Linked DNA regions of Mus musculus: regions 2 and 3 are each linked to region 1. The links are chromatin contacts, called in public Hi-C maps. All regions are on one chromosome and are shown on one strand. Each heading gives the region's core, a stretch centred on a gene start, on an enhancer-like site or on the middle of the called end of the contact. The rest is flanking DNA. Distances are from core to core; before and after follow the strand shown. Region 1 has its middle 44 kb from the start of Mir6354. Region 2 holds the start of Pbx1 (pre B cell leukemia homeobox 1). Region 3 overlaps Pbx1 (pre B cell leukemia homeobox 1).

What was found. A called contact is a pair of places that touch in the nucleus more often than the background predicts.
Region 2: a Hi-C map of uterus shows a contact between it and region 1, with 2.5 times the contacts expected there. The contact joins the promoter of Pbx1 here to the enhancer-like site in region 1. A contact is called at or near these places in 6 of 39 promoter capture datasets (frontonasal cranial neural crest, hippocampal neurons, liver and 2 more), 1 of 484 Hi-C or Micro-C datasets (uterus) and 4 of 115 datasets of contacts at active chromatin or transcription factors (embryonic forebrain, forebrain, neural tube and 1 more).
Region 3: a contact with region 1 is called in a Hi-C map of uterus, with 4 times the contacts expected there. The contact joins two enhancer-like sites. A contact is called at or near these places in 1 of 15 datasets of contacts at CTCF or cohesin (the NIH/3T3 cell line), 3 of 484 Hi-C or Micro-C datasets (cerebral cortex and uterus), 2 of 115 datasets of contacts at active chromatin or transcription factors (embryonic stem cells and pancreatic cancer cells) and 1 of 9 other capture datasets (embryonic stem cells).

What each region holds. Positions count from the first base shown.
Region 1 is chr1:168,973,924-168,976,862 of GRCm38.p6, reverse strand. No RefSeq gene overlaps it. Among named protein-coding and RNA genes, the nearest start is that of Mir6354, 44 kb to the left of the region's middle. Within about 2 kb of position 1,627, at least 6 of the 459 cell types and tissues checked have an H3K27ac peak or open chromatin away from gene starts, as enhancers often do. A contact at or near this core is called in uterus, where this site is marked.
Region 2 is chr1:168,430,752-168,433,703 of GRCm38.p6, reverse strand. It overlaps Pbx1 (pre B cell leukemia homeobox 1), which reads left to right and starts at 1,535. Exons shown (of 9, transcript NM_183355.3): 1 at 1,535-2,390. The coding sequence starts at 2,200.
Region 3 is chr1:168,213,008-168,215,707 of GRCm38.p6, reverse strand. All of the region lies in intron 2 of Pbx1 (pre B cell leukemia homeobox 1), which reads left to right. Among named protein-coding and RNA genes, the nearest start is that of Gm51671, 130 kb to the left of the region's middle. Within about 2 kb of position 1,392, at least 56 of the 459 cell types and tissues checked have an H3K27ac peak or open chromatin away from gene starts, as enhancers often do. A contact at or near this core is called in uterus, where this site is marked.

The DNA.
Region 1 (2,939 bases), core at 378-2,877:
TGCTAAGCATTCAAAAATTCCTGTGCGTGATTATTAAGATATTAAAATCTAAAAGCTTTTCCTGTCTGAGGAAAAGCATAATTTTGGAAAGCAGACAAAAATACAGCTAGGTAACTTTGGGTTTCTTTATTTAAGGAAAGAACGCAGACTCCCTGACTTCTTCACATTGAAGGATTTACTGCAATGTCAGGTGACTTGTTCCTACTAGGAAAGACAAAAGTATTAGGGAACCCAGGGAACTTTTACCATCCAGATTTCTCCTGGCCAAGAAATGCTCAATCCCTGCGCATTGATGTTCCTGGGAGCCAGTTATATATACTCTGTCCACTGTATTCCCTCTCACCGCCTCCATAATTAGCTTTGATTTTGTGTTCTGTCCTAAATTTCTAGAAGAAAGACTCCACAGTGCTGAGGTAACCATATTTCAATCCTCATTAGGTTAGAACTCTTTTTTTAAAAGTAATTTTGTTTTGTTCTATTACGTGTATGAGTGTTCTGCCTCCATGTATATCTGTGCACCCTGAAGGTCAGATGAGAGCACCGATCCCTTGGAACTAAAGTTGTAAATAAACTGCAATATGGATGCTAGGTATTGAACTTGAGTCCTCTGAAAGAGCAGTCAGTGCTCTTAACCACTCAGCCCCCTTGTCAGGACCCTAAGTTATTGATTACTCTCAAATCACTTGCTCTTCCTTGATTCAATCAGCTGTGGTCAAAGTAAAACAGGGTGAAACCAGGTGTGAGGATCATAGCCAGGTCTGTAGAAGAAACACATGTATCTCAGGAATGACTGCATGTAGCATCTTTTCTTTTCACTAAAAGAAGCTGATGCATAGAATAGACATGTGGTTAATCTCACCATTGTCCTGGGTTCATTTTGTGTGTAGTTGGGTCAAGTGAAGTCTATGACTCTATGGCAAGCTAGTATCAGGCACAAAGCATGGTTTTGTGCAATGCAATGCTCTGGGGTGGTTTCTGGGAATATAACAGTAAAATAAAATTAAGTTTTGCCACGGGAAAAATAGAAGAAAGAAAAGCTGAAGCCAGAAACTCAGTTCACAGGCATCTGCAATATTCAGCAAGACATGCTGGTGGCCTGGAAGAAGTGAGTAGAGTCTGATACATCAGAGAGAGCTCCACGTTAGAAAGAGCCTGGTCAGCACTCCTGGGAGTTCCTAGTTGGATGAAGTTGGCCTACCTAGCTCCTTTGTTTACCTGTAATTGCCCATCTGGACAGACTCTGGCATGGTCAACCTCCACCACCTAAGGAGAATTTGGTAGCACTCCAGATAGCTGACTCAATAAGCCACTGTGGTTCTTGATGACTTATTTCTCAACCTGGATGTGGGACTGAAGACAGTGAGTCAGAGAGAGAAGCCAAGCCCTTAGCCAGTGATCATAACAATGATCTACATAGGGAGGAGCCAGTTAATTCAAGGTCAACAACATCCTCCAAGTTGGAGGTCAACCTTGGCTTTGGGACCACGACGATTTGTGTTCGCTGCCTTCACCTCAATGAGCCACCCATTTGGCTTCTGGTTGCAGCCATCCTGACAGAGGGCACCTGCCCACCCATGGTGAGTGCAATCAGATGGAAGGTGCATTCCCCACCCAGCTGCCCAAGGCCCAAGGCAACCATCTGGAGTCACTCGAGCATGACTGCTCCAGCTGGGGTGGGTGAGCGAGCACTCTGCAGAAGAGCCGCAGAGTTAAGGAATCCATGCAGTTCAATAAAGAGAACTGGCCTCCACTTTTAACCAGGAGGTCTGAAATCGGTTTCCTACTCTTCTGCAGGAAATCTGAGACTCCACACGCATTGTTTCAATGAATGCGTATTTCCCATGTGTCAGGAGCAGACTAGAGCCACAAGGATAAATAACACACATCCCCAGTTTAAATAACTCATTCTTTTCAAGGAAATGAACCTATCAGTGCAGATCTTAAAATGATATGGCAAGTGTTATAAAAATGTGCATACAAATGTTATGGGACAGAGATTTAGGTGGGAGTGATTACGGCCAAAGGAAGTAAAAATGGCTTATGTTTTGAAGAGGAAAAGTTTGTCAGTGAATATGAGAAAGAAAGATATTCCAGACTGACTGTGCAGCTGAGAGAGCACATAGGAAAAGATGAGATGCCTGCTGTATTTGCCAAATGATGAATAAAGAGATTTTAACCAGAACACAGTACGCAGGCAGAGACTAGAGAGGCAAGTTGTTAACAGGTTGTAAATGGTTATTTTATTGGGTAGAAAATGTAAAACCATAAAACATGTCTTGTTTTTCCTTTCTTTATCAAGAGAATAACAAGACGATTTTATAAAACAAGACATAAATGTCTTCATAAGATGAACTTGAACCTTCTACTCTGATGCAGATATCTGCAGCTTATAGTTTTTATTTCATTTCCAACTGGATACTCTGCCCCCGATTTTTCCTTTTACGTTCCTCTCCACATTTTCTTTCAGATTCTTCTGCCAAGATAAAAACAAGAAGACAATGGGCATCAGTAAAACTAATAAGAAACTGAAAAAAAAAAGACAGAAAAACCCTTTTTATACATCCAATAAACACATAAGAGTTGGTTTTTCACAAACATACAGTGACACTAAAATTATTTTCTGACTTTAGATACAACCATAAATCATGACATGTTTTCATTTTCAGCCCAGTCAGATGAGAATATCAGTTAATTTGGTTGAAAATTAAAGGCTGTGGAGCTATGCTTCGCCCTTCACAGAGACACAATCTACATGCACGTATTGCTTTCTGAATGATTTTGTTTAGAGGTGGTTCTATGTGTGAAGAAATACTTTTTCCTATGTTTGTTTATTGTTTCAATTTCTAATAGCAAAAGACTATACACATGCAAACATAAATAACGTGTTTTTTTGTTTTTGTTTTTGTTTTTGTTTTTGTTTTTGAGATATGAAAACGGGA
Region 2 (2,952 bases), core at 286-2,785, 540 kb after region 1:
CAGTGGCTCCTTTGGCACTATATCTACGCCAGAAAAGGGTTGATGGCTACACAGAAGAATAGTCCCAAGAAGTCCAGAATTTTTCTAAATGACGAGAGTGTTATTTTATCTTATGGGTATTCAGACCAAGTGCCCAATCAGGTTCTACTGTTGGTTGGAATAAAGGAAAATAAAGGTAAATGTGTGGATTTACCCCGGCTCTAACTCCTTATTGGCTTCTCTTAATTCATTTACTTCCTTTTACTTCTAATCCCAGCCTTCTTGTTTTAAGATCTGTTCTTCTAAGTCTTAAGTCTGTTTGCAAGCTAGACAAGCAACAGACATGCAAGTAACTTTTACCACATTCACATGGAGCTGTTAAGTGTGAGGCCTGCTAAGAATCCACCCAAACTTGGGTATGAATTCTAGCTTTGATACTTTATAACTATGGACTTTGAACAAATTCTTTAACCTTTTTGAGTTTCCTCTCTGTGAAATGAGAATAATAATCCATAATTCACAGAGATGTCTTGGGGATTAAATACAATAACTCAAGTAAATTACTTTGTGCATAGTAGGCATTCAATAAATGTCAGTTTCCTTCTTCTCCCTGTTATTAATGCTTATTAGACTATATTAAAAACTAGAACCAGACTGTGATAATGCAATCCCTTATTAAGTGTTTAAGCCAAATAACCAACTTCCCTCAGGGGGAAGAGAAATGTTGAATTCGGTTTTTTTGGTAAACTTATTTATTAGTATTTTTCTCGAGTTTTATTCCTCAAAGTCCACACTTCAGCTACTGTTTATGCCACAAAAATGACAATTTATATTCTCTTTGCTGGCATAGAGTTGAGGATTTGCAAATTATCCACTACCTAGACTTTGATCTATTATTCATTATCTTAGCAGCCCGATTTTATTTACTAACTACGTCATATAACAAAGTTTTGCTTTCAACAGTTTCCCTGAGGTCTAAGGATTTCAGAGAATCAAGTTTACTACCGCAGCGTCACCGCGTAGACGAACGAGGGGTGGGGCGGAGGGATCCACACCGTCTGTGTGCTTTCGTGTTAATTTTACAGTCTTGCGTTTAAGTGGAGCCACGTTTCCCTCAAGGACGGAGCCTAAGAGAAGCAGACAAGAGCTGAAGCTAAGGTCTCTCTGCGCCTTTAAGAACTGGAGACTGGGTCATAGCTCCGCCTCCTTCCCGGCCCACCTCTGAACTCTGATTGACAAGACTCCCGGGCTAGGAGGAGCTGAAGGAGGCCGAGGAGGAGACGCTGGGTGGAAAGTAGGGGGAGGAGGAGCCCACTTTCAGGACTAGCCAATCATAGAAGGGGGCGGGGCTCAAGAGCCCTCCTCCCTCCTCTGACCCCCGCCTCCTGGCCTCTCCGCTCCCTCCCCCCTTCCCTCGGCCCCCTCCCCTCTCCTCCTTCTCCTCCTCCTCCTCCTTCTCCTCCTCCTCCTCCTTCTCCTCCTCCACCTCCTCCTCCTCCTTCTCCTCCTCCTCCTCCTCCTCCTCTCAGGCTGTGGTTTTTCTGTATATGTTTCTGGAGTCCTGAGCCTGGGCTAAACAAAAGCAGGAGGCTGACGGGGCTGCTGGAGTTTGCAGAGACACGGAGGAGGAAAGAGCTTGGGCTTTGCCTGCCGCCACGGCTGGGGGTGATCTGGCTTCTGCTACAGCCCACCCCCTTTGAGATCACTCTGGCCCGGAGTGGGGGTGGGGGGCAGCGGGGGGTGGGGGGGAAAGTTTGCATTGCAATCCCCCTGCCTTCCTCTCCTTTCTCCCGATCAATGCATATTTGCAAAAGGATTAAGCCACAGATTTAAGCGCCGGGAGCCCATTTCTGCCTTGCAAAGGAGATCGGACTGAAAAACCCAAAGGCGGCTCTGATTTCTTTTCGCCAAGTGGGAAGGTGGTTTATTTTTCTTGCTTTTTTGGAGTCAACACCCTTCCCCACCAGCCCTTATCCCCACCCTCACCCCGCAACCCCTTCACGCCCCCCTCCCCCTCCCCATCCTCCCACCATCCTCTAAAGAGGCAAAGAGATTTTTTTTTTCCCCTTTTGGTCTTCTTCTTCTTTTTTTAAAACCCTGGTCCCTGTTTATCCTGAAAAGGATTTGAAGACAGCTTGAAGGATAAAAAGCCTCGGTGCTTCCCAGGCGCCGATCCGAGGAGCCGAAGAGGAAGAGCCGGGGCTGCCGGAGCCTTCAGAGATGGACGAGCAGCCGAGGCTGATGCATTCCCACGCTGGGGTCGGGATGGCCGGACACCCCGGCCTGTCCCAGCACTTGCAGGATGGGGCCGGAGGGACCGAGGGGGAGGGCGGGAGGAAGCAGGACATCGGGGACATTTTACAGCAAATTATGACCATCACAGACCAGAGTTTGGATGAAGCGCAGGCCAGGTGAGATGGAGGCTTTTCTTTGCCTTTCTTGTTTTTTTTTTTTTCCCTCCCTCTCGCAGGGGGAAACAATGGGAACCGAATCACCACAGCGCTTTCTTCTAAAATGTTGTTTCTTTTCTCATTTTGACAAACAACTCTATGGCGGAGGAGTAAAATTTAAAGAAGCGTTGTTATCGAAAGTGTGATCGCCCGTGCTGAGATATGGCTGTGTGTAGATAGATGTTGTGCGAGTGTGTCTGTTAGAGGTATTTGTATGAATGCACAAAAACACGCAGCCACGCCGAAAATACTGCCAACTAATCCGAAAGCGGCCCTCGGCACTTTTTTACAGCTTTAAAAAAGTGTATGAAGGAGGCAGAATTGTCAAGTTCCGAGCCGCATTCCATGCCTTCGGTAGTTGAGGGACTTCGGAACATGACAAAATAAAAAAAAATGTCCCAAGAACACTTTATTTGCAGATCCCGCTGACTCCTAAGCTAATTCAGCAAGTTTGATTTTTTTTTCTTCTTCACTTACCCTTCCGTAATAATAATAATAATAATAATAATAATTATTTGGTCTT
Region 3 (2,700 bases), core at 143-2,642, 760 kb after region 1:
TCTGAAGAGGCCATTCTAGGCCAGCAGCCAGGAAGATTCCCGCTTGGTCCTCTAAGGTCTGAGTTCCGTCAGTACTGGGCTCTCTGGAGCCTATCCATCAACCGTTGTCTGGCAGCTGCCTGTAATGCTGGATTGTGAAACTGGGGGAATCAAATGGTTAATCATTTCCATTTACTTGATAGACGACTCTTTAAAATAACTCACCCAGACAGCTTTTCCATCAAAGACGGAAGAGGCTTGAGCACTTCGGGGGAAGAGCGCCTATAAGTACAACCCCAAGCTTCAGGCTACTAAGGAATGGAAGATGTGGGTCCCGACACTGTTTAGAAGAATCAGTTCATAGCACAGTCATTTTCCAGCTGGAGAAGTGTCCACCGGTTTGTGGATGGTTATGCCTGTAAGGAAATGACAGAACCTGAAAGGTCGGGGTGGAGGAGTAAGGGGTTGGGAAGGGGGGAGGTGTTCTACAAAGCTTAAAGCAGTTTGGTGTACTCTTAGGCCTCGGGGGAACCCTTCACAGATACCAGTCCTGTGCTTGGGTGACTCTCCCTCACACAGAGAGCCATTGCCTTAATGTCAGCATAGCATTGCTTGTTTAGAATGGCCACATATGAAAGGCAGATCTGAGTTTTGGGAAATGGGCACTGGAAGAGACGGGAGAGCAAACGTGTTCTCTCTGTACAACTTACAACCGGAGGGTGGGGCACGTGTCAGGAACCAGCTGTGGCAGGACACAGATGCCTAAGACGCCATAGTTCTACATCCTACTTGGCTGCTGTGCACAAGAGCGCTGAAAAGACCCGAAGAGGTGCATAATACATGATCCGGGAGATCATGGGAGATCACCATGTCACCACTGGCTTCCAGGAGCTCTCGATCTTGGTGGCAGGAGCCTGCCTTGTTTTAGCCAAGTTTCTGTACCTTTATAATCTGTAAGTGTGCTAGCAGAGCGTGTGCTTTCTGTCATCAGGTGACACAATTCAATGTGCACAAAGGGTCCCAGCGGATGAATGGTTTCACTTTCTAGAAGTACAAGGGCAGGTTACTTCTTTCTCCACTGGCTTCAGAGCTCTGCCTGGCTTGGGCTTGGCACCTTCTTCTGCCTTGGTACCTTGAAACCATGAAGAGACTTCCTCAAGCCTTCCCTAAGTCTTATGTCCCTTCTCCAACCATCTCTTTATCTTGCTCAGCTGAGCGAGTCTCAAGCTTCACTCCATAGCCTGAAACAATGCCTTCTGCTAATATGCCCTCCTCCCTGTCTGCCCACATTTGGGAATCTCAAATCGGAGTAGATCCCAATTCCCCAGCTCCATGGAGATGTTGGTAGCTATGGGACCCTTCTTTAAACAAGTCCTCGGTGGGGAGAGAGTGCCCTCTAGTGGGCATCAGCCAGGAGCGACTCTGGAGCTGTGTTGCTCAGCCAAGGACAAAACAATCCTTTGCACAGACCTCCCACTGGCTCTCTTGAATGTGCCTTTGGGTTTGGTTTGTTTTTCTCCTTGTGTGAAGAAAATAAATAAAGAATGAACAGCAGGAGGCCAGTTGTGAGGGCTGCTCCAATCAGGCTGTGACAGTCTCCTTATCGCTGGAGTTTTAGCACCGGATTAACCCTAGGGCAAGTGATAGCAGCTGATGTGACTTCAGGTGTTTTCTGAAGGCTGTGACAACCTCTGTATAAATCACTTACCTGTCGTGACTGGTCTCTGTCGTGATTGGAATGGGAGGCAGTGATTTGTGAGTAGGAAACCCCTTTAAGAATTATTAGCTAACAAGGATAAATATCTTGGTGTTATGTACAGCCAGTGGGGCTGTTGGGACCCTGTATGACCAGCATGCACAGGCAAGGGGACTCTTAAAGCTCAGTTTCAGGGAAAGCTGTTGGGCAGGAGAGGGAAAGGAAGGAGGGAGGGGGTGCTGGGCACCCATCAGGGAGGCGGGAACCTGATCATATGTGATGGCTGCAGGATTAGGTAACAGCTCGGCTGGTTGAAATTGGATCTTGGAGGACGAGTGTTAACATCTCTGGTGTCCCAGTGAAAGGTTCATTTGAGTCTTGCATGGTGCTAGAGAGATAAAAAGGAGCTTTTAAATAAGCATTTTGTATCCAGCTCACCAGAGTACTGACTTCAAGCCATAAATAGGAAGTGTCACTTCTGTTAGCCGTATCGCTTATTTCTTTAAAGCTGGCGGCATTTTTTTTTTAACTGACTAGCTGAACAATTTCCGGGTCAGTGAATCCAAATACCTCAGTTTGTTTGTTTTGTTGTTGTTGTTGTTGTACTAGTATCTTGAAATCTTGTCCTGGGAAGAAATACAGACCTGCAAGATTCTCTGCCTTTTTCAAACACACACGTGCACCCCAAGACCATCAGAGCAATCACCTCCTATGTACTATAGCACAACAAAGTGCTCCCCTATTTGTGCCTACTTCTTGCACATTGTCCAGTGTAGTTTACTTTCATGAGTAGAGTATAATTGAAATGGTGCAATGTGTGTGTGGACGGAGGACGGTTCTTCTGGGTTTCTTCTTCTTCTTCTTCTTCTTCTTCTTCTTCTTCTTCTTCTTCTTCTTCTTCTTCTTCTTCTTCTTCTTCTTCTTCTTTTCATTCTCTTATTTTCAAATCTCTGGTAGAACCTTTCTTTACATGTCTGTAAAGCAATTGTGATGAGTCTTGGCAAACCCAATCTCCTCTGAATGAG